Linked DNA regions of Sus scrofa: region 2 is linked to region 1. Evidence: chromatin contacts called from public HiChIP or PLAC-seq data. All regions are on one chromosome and are shown on one strand. The core of a region is the stretch at or near the end of the contact, and the rest is flanking DNA. Distances in the headings are between cores, read along the strand shown. Region 1 holds the start of OGFOD3 (2-oxoglutarate and iron-dependent oxygenase domain-containing protein 3). Region 2 holds the start of CSNK1D (casein kinase I).

What was found. HiChIP or PLAC-seq counts read pairs in DNA pulled down with a chosen protein or histone mark.
Region 2: an H3K27ac HiChIP or PLAC-seq map of alveolar macrophages shows a contact between it and region 1. The contact joins the promoter of CSNK1D here to the promoter of OGFOD3 in region 1. A contact is called at or near these places in 5 of 47 Hi-C or Micro-C datasets (heart right ventricle, liver, mesenteric adipose tissue and 1 more) and 2 of 2 datasets of contacts at active chromatin or transcription factors (alveolar macrophages and skeletal muscle).

The regions. Positions count from the first base shown.
Region 1 is chr12:675,363-678,400 of Sscrofa11.1, forward strand. OGFOD3 (2-oxoglutarate and iron-dependent oxygenase domain-containing protein 3) reads left to right here and starts at 1,784. Exons shown (of 9, transcript XM_003357915.5): 1 at 1,784-1,990. The coding sequence starts at 1,917. It overlaps HEXDC (hexosaminidase D), which reads right to left and starts at 2,591. Exons shown (of 13, transcript XM_021066340.1): 1 at 2,371-2,591; 2 at 769-817. The coding sequence starts at 2,425.
Region 2 is chr12:766,838-770,226 of Sscrofa11.1, forward strand. CSNK1D (casein kinase I) reads left to right here and starts at 2,019. Exons shown (of 10, transcript XM_021066360.1): 1 at 2,019-2,431. The coding sequence starts at 2,356.

The DNA of each region.
Region 1 (3,038 bases), core at 534-3,033:
ACAGCAAGAAGATAACATAATGCACACAGAAATGAATCCGTTGGATTTTTTTTTTTAATTTTATGGCTGCACCCACATCATATGGAAGTTCCTGGGTCACGGATTGAATCCGAGCCACAGCTGCAGCAACGCCAGATCCTTTAACCCACTGAGCATGCCAGGGGTTGAACCTGCCTCTCCGCAGCTACCCAAGCCGCTGCAGTAGAAATTTCTAACCTGCTGCGTCAGGGCAGGAACTCCAGTTTAATTAAAAAAAAAAAAATTTGCATTCAAGATAATCTCAATGAGAAAATTCTTAAGTCAACTAAATTATGAGCTGAGGACTGAATGAATTTAAGACAAAGCACTTTAAAAAGCTGCAACGTTTTGAGGATGAACTGTTTTACTTTTTAAAAAACCAAATCTATTTTCCAGGGAATCAAATTAAAAGGAAAACATGCGAGCTAAGAAGTTTTTTTTGGTTTTTTTTTTTTGTCTTTTTACGGTCACGCCCGGGGCATATGGAGGTTCCCAGGCTAGGAGGCTGATTCAGAGCTGTAGCTGCTGGCCTACGCCACAGCCATGGCAACGACGGATCCTTAACCCACTGAGCGAGGCCAGTGATTGAACCTGCGTCCTCATGGATACTAGTCAGTCGTTTTCGCTGAGCCGCAATGGGAACTCCCGAGCTGAGAAGTCTGCATGCCTGCCCTGTGAGCCTCCTCGGGTTCAGAGAGAAATCCTGTCATTCCTGCAGCCCCGGGGTAGCAATGAACGCAGACGTCTTACCTGCAGCAGATGCACTTGGAATTGTTTACCAGCGTGAGGTGCTGCAAACCTAGAGGAAGAGGGAGAAGTCAGTACTCCATCTTCTGTGTGTGTGGCTCCATTGCTTTGAGTCCCTCCTCCATGAGTTCTACAGAAATGAAACTATTTCAAAGACTTGTCAACTGTCACCCCTGTTCTTAGACGACCCGCTAGGCCCACAACTGTCCCTTCTAGGTAAGTTGCCATGAGATGGCGTCTGATTGCCCCAGTTTCAGGACTGCTGGGCTGATCTCTTTTCTTGTCCAATGAGTCTAAGAAGGTTTTCTTTTCCCCCTGTACCAGTAAACTACTCACCTTCTTCAGACTTAACCTTCATGAATGAACCTCCCTGCTAATTCCACTCTTTCAGAATTTTAGGTATCCTGACAGGGCTCCTTAAGAGCTTACGTCTTGCCCACTGGATGGAAGGTTCTCTAGGGAAATTGAAAGCTGTAAACAAAGCAGCAGGTGAATTCCTGCTGCGGTGAAGTGGGTTAAGAATCCCACTGAAGTGGCTCCAAGGCTTCGGGTTTGATTCCATGCCCTGTGCAGTGGGTTAAAAGGGTCCTGCTTGCTGCAGGTAGGTCGCAGCTGCAGCTCGGATTCAGTCCCTGACCTGGGAATCCCCATATGCCATAAAATTGGGTGCAGCCATAAAATTAAAAAACAAACACAAACCCAAAGCAGCAAGTCCTTAGAGATGCAGGTGTACAAAGCACCAAATGGGTACAGGGTCCTCAGATGCGGCACGGGCCCAGGGAGAGGGGCCTGGAAACCCTCCGGGAGAGGCCTGGAGACCCCTGGGGAGCTGGACCTGGACCGGAGACCCCGGGAGAGTGCGCACGGCAGGGCGAGGACACACTTCAGAGAAGGCTCAGAAGCTCGTCCGGTTCCGTGGAGCGGGCAGGTGTGCACTGCAGAGTGCGCGCCAGGTCGGCGTTCAGGTCCCCGCCCCGCACCGCTCGGCGCTCGGCCTCCGATTGCTCCGGCCTGACCAACAGGCCGGAGGTCGACAGCCGAGCGCGTCGCTCCGGGTCCGCGGCCGCGCCGGCCTCGCACTGCCTCTCGCGGCGCTCGTCCGGGCTCGTGGGGGATCCCGCGTTCCGCACAGCGCTGCGGCGGCCCGGCCAATGGCACCTCAGCGGAGGGGCGCGCCCAAGGGGCCCGAGGGCTGCGGGGCGGCGGAGCGCGGGCGCCCGAACAGGTACCGGGCAGCGGGGGGGAGCGCGCGGGCGGCCCGTGGGCGTGGCCAGGGCGGAGGGGCGGGGCCTTCCCGGCGGGTTGTGGGCGGGGCCTTCCCTGGGACGTCGCGGCGGCGTGGGTGTGGCCTTGCCGCCGGGGCGTGGCATGTCCTTGAGCGGACCGGGAGCCGAGAGGGGCGAGGCCTGGCCGGAGGGCGGGGGCTGCCCGTGGGGGGACCGTCCCTGACCGCTTTCCGCATGTGTATCGCGGGCTCCACGCCGCGCCTCCTGGACGGGGACAGCGGTCGTGAGGCCCCCCTCGTCTGGTCGCTGGGCTTTCCTTAGGGCTGTGCACACGAGGGTTCACCGATGGGTGGCCCGCTGAATGAATAAATGATCTCACCATAGCCTTGGAGAGGATTCTGCCGAAAGCTTTCAGAGCCAGGGCGTATCTTCATCCTTCCAGGATAAATCACCGCGTAGTCGTGCTTGCCCCAGGGGCCGTGGACCTTACTCCCAATTCCCTTCTGTTTTGGCAGAATTCTCAGGGTACAGCTTGAGCCCGCTAACCCTGAACAGGGCTGGGTTCTTGTTTTGAGGAGAGGCCCCACCCCCTCAGGGGGGTGTTGCATCCGAATCTGGCCCAGGAGGCTCTTCCCCCTCTCTTGTCTCCGCACCTCCCTCTCCAGGAGAACTGTAACACCCACAGCTTTGTACCTCTCCTTGGGGTTCCAGCCCTTGCCACTGAGATGGGGGGTGCCGTCCCTCTGCCTCCTTCGGAGTTCTTGGGAAAGAGAAGTGATGGGCCCGCTGGAGTTAGGTGTCCACCTTGTTCTAATAAGAGGAGGCCAGGTGGGCTGGAGGCTGGACGGCCGTTCCGTGGTGTGGGGATGGGGGAAGGGGTCTTCGGGAGCTGGGCATCCATGCTCCCCGTTTAAGAGGACCGGTATCTGTCCAGCATGGTCTGACTGAGCTGTGCGCCCCGTGGGACTCATTTAATTGGATTTCATGTGTTACTTATAGAGCAGTTAGAGGTGGGAGGGGCGTATAAAAATAGAAGGCAGCCTTCCT
Region 2 (3,389 bases), core at 769-3,268, 92 kb after region 1:
ACGCCCGGGATCCCCCTTCGGCTCAGAAGGTGTTTGGTCATCTGTCCCACAGTCCTGGTCACACTCACCACCTGTCACCTGCCCCCTCTGGGTCTCTACCCTCGGCCGAGGTCCAAGCCTCGCATCTCCTCCTGGTGCCTGGCATCCTGGCGCTTTCCCTCTGTGGTGAGGTGGTCCTTCTGCCTGCACGTCCAGGTGTTCATCAATGGTGGCCTCTCCCTCCGGTCACTGGCTGACATTTTTCTAGTTCGGCTGCAAGGATTCCTTTGCGTGTGTGTGTGTGTGTGTGTGTGTGTGCACATCTCTGTTGGTTTTCTCTGTGGCGTGTGGGGGCCAGGTGTTCGCACTGCCTCCTCTGGCAGCTCTTCCTCTCGGACTCCTGGGCTCTGGCCCATGTCCCCTCCCATGTCACATGTGCCAGAAGAGGAGCCTGGGCACCTGTGGCCCCACCAGGGACGAGGACAAAGCCATCCTCTTGCCCTGGGCGGGCCCATCTGACGGCGCCTTCTGGGCGCCCCCTCCCCTGTGCCTGCGGGCTTCTCCACTGTCTAGGTTACAGAGTCAAGACACAGAAATAGCAAGACGCGGGCACGCAGCACAGCACCGTTGCAGCTGTCTGAAGCTCTGCCACGGAAAGCAAGAAAGATAGATAGGCGCCATTAAGAGGTATAAACAGGTATCTACAAAATAAGCTGTAAGGATATACTGTACAAGACAGAGAACGTAGCCAATATTTTATAATAACTACAAATGGAGTATAACTTTAAAAAATTTATGAATCCGGTGGTCACAATTTATGCAAATGACCCCACCCCTGCCCCATCATTTGGCTCTTGCCAGTGACCTGTGACTCCCTGCAGACAAAGAACTGGCCGACCAGGACCAGCCAGTTAGCTGAAGAGGCACAGAGGGAGGTCACGGGAGCTCAGTGGCAGAAACTACCAGAAGCCAGAGGAGGAAAGAGAATGGAAGCAGTGGCCGGGAGGTGCGAGGCCACTGTGACAGCAGCAGCAGCGGGGGGACCCCAGCAGCTCCCAGCCCCCACCAGGCCCAACAGACACATGCACACACACCAAGCTCCCTCCCCGAAGGGCCTGAACGGGAGAAGGGAGGAGCGTGCTTTCAGGACACGAGAAAATGCGAAGGTCTGCAGCCAGGCCCTGCGACCTCAGAGCACAGCACTTTGTTCATGCGTGGGCCTGGGGCATGACTGTGGGGTGGAGGCTTCTCTTTGGGGTGATGGAAAAGTGAAGTTGACTGTGACGATGGTTGCTACGTGCTAAAACCATTGACTCGCACACTCTGAATGGGCGCATTGTGGAGTTCTCGCAATGGCGGTGTGGGTTAAGCAGCCCACCGCAGTGGCTCCGGTGGCTGTGGAGGTGGCTGGTTGGATGCCCAGCCTGCTGCAGCGGCGTAAAGGATCTGGTATGGCCGTGTAGGTCACAGCTACCATTTAGATTCAATCCCTTGCTGGGAAACTTCCATATGCCGCTGGTGTGGCCATGAAATCTCTCTCTATATATGTCTATATATTTTCCACTGTGTGTCAGGCACAGGCTGGGTGTCAGCTTTGAGTCCGTGTGAGCTGGGACACTACTGAGGCTGTTGGCACCCAACAAAAAAGCGTACCTAGCACCTAGTGGAGGGAGCATATTACTCCCTGCAGGTGCCGGTGCAGGGAGGTGCCTACCCCCCCCTATAGGGCACTGCCTGGGAGCCTGTCCCAGGCCTGCAGCAAGGAAACGCTGGCTTCCCAGACAGCTGCAGGGAATCCTGCACGAGCCCATAGATCCTGCCGGCGGAAGGGGTCCAGGCGAGGGGCTCTGGGCCCTGGGCTGCTGCCAGAGGCAGGGGGCAAGGAGCGGGGGGAGGTGCCTGGCCGGGTGCGTCAGTGGATCGGGAGAACGCGGTCCCTACCCCTAGAGCTGCGCAGGCCCGCCCCCAGGCCCCGCCCCGCGGTCGCGATCGCCCCGCCCCGGCCGTCGCTTGGAGCCGCGGCCCCGCCCCGCCGGGTTGCTAGGGGAAGTGACGTCACAGCGCGATGGCGGCGGCTCCTTCAGGCCCCTGAAGGGGGATTTAGGCCCGGGAGATCCGAGTCCATCCGCGGCGGGGAGAGGGCGAACGGGGTTGGCGGAGGCCGGAGCAGGGGCGGCGGCGCCCGGACTGTCCCATCCGCCCCGTATTGAGGCGCTGGGAGCGGCAGGGCGGCCGGAAAGCGATGGTGAAAGCGGGGCCGTGAGGGGGGCGGAGCCGGCAGCCGGACCCGCAGTAGCGGCAGCAGCGGCGCCGCCTCCCCGAGCTCAGACCCAGGAAGCGGCCGGGAGGGCAGGAGCGAGCCGGGCCGCCGCCGCCATGGAGCTCAGAGTGGGGAACAGGTACCGGCTGGGCCGGAAGATCGGCAGCGGGTCCTTCGGAGACATCTATCTCGGTGAGGCGCCCCTCCCCCGGGCGCGGCCCCCAAACCGGCGCCCGGCCGCCGGGCTCCGCTCCGGCCGCCGCCCCGGCGACCCCGCCCCCGGCGGCCGGACCCCTGACTCGCCCCGGGGCCCTCACGGCTCGCGCCGCTCAGCTCCCCGGGCGGGAGCCTGCGGCCCCCCCGACCCGCGCCCCGGGGCAGCCGCCCCAGCCTGCCCGCGGCCTCCGGGACGGCCGGCGACCCCGCAGGCGACAAAGCGGTCGGCGGGCGTGCGGGCCCGCGTCCTGCGCCCTGCGGCCGGGCACGAGACGAGGTGAGGCTTGCGCGCTGCCCCTGGCGGTGCCCAGCCCCTCCGGCCGCGGAGCGCAGGTGCAGCGCGGGGCCGCGCGGGGGGCCCGTCGGGCGGTGGTGGGGTACGTGTTGCGCCTCCAAGTTGCAGCCTCTGTCCCTGGCCGTCAACCAGAACGACGCTCAGGCGACCCAGGACGAAGTCAGCGTTTAGGCGTGGGCTGAAGTAGAGGCAGGTCGAGTGGCGCAGCGCTACCCGGAGCTTGTCCTTTGCTGCGAAAGTTCTCGGGGTAGACGGGAAAACCTGGGGTTAGAATGTCCCGGATTGTTTGAGGTCTCCAGCGCAAGAAGGCTCGGATACACCCGTGTGCTAGAGGGTGGGCTTGGATCTTAAAGTTGGAAGTTTAAACAGAACTCAGCGGCATTCCTCGGAGGAACTGTGGGCCACTCGCTGCCACCCCCGCGTCGGGGCTGCCCAGCCCGGCACGCCTGCTGTGCGGCGGGACTGTCGTTGCGCAAGTTCGGGGTAAACATGCGCCCGTGGCGCAGCCCGCCCCGGGGCTTCCGTTCGGCTGCTGCGCTTGTCGCCGAGGGTCCCTGATGCTCCTGGTTATGCCTTTCAGATGGTCCCAAGTGTGCGAGCTCCCCGCCCCATCCTGGGCTCTCGTTACCTGGAGCGGGT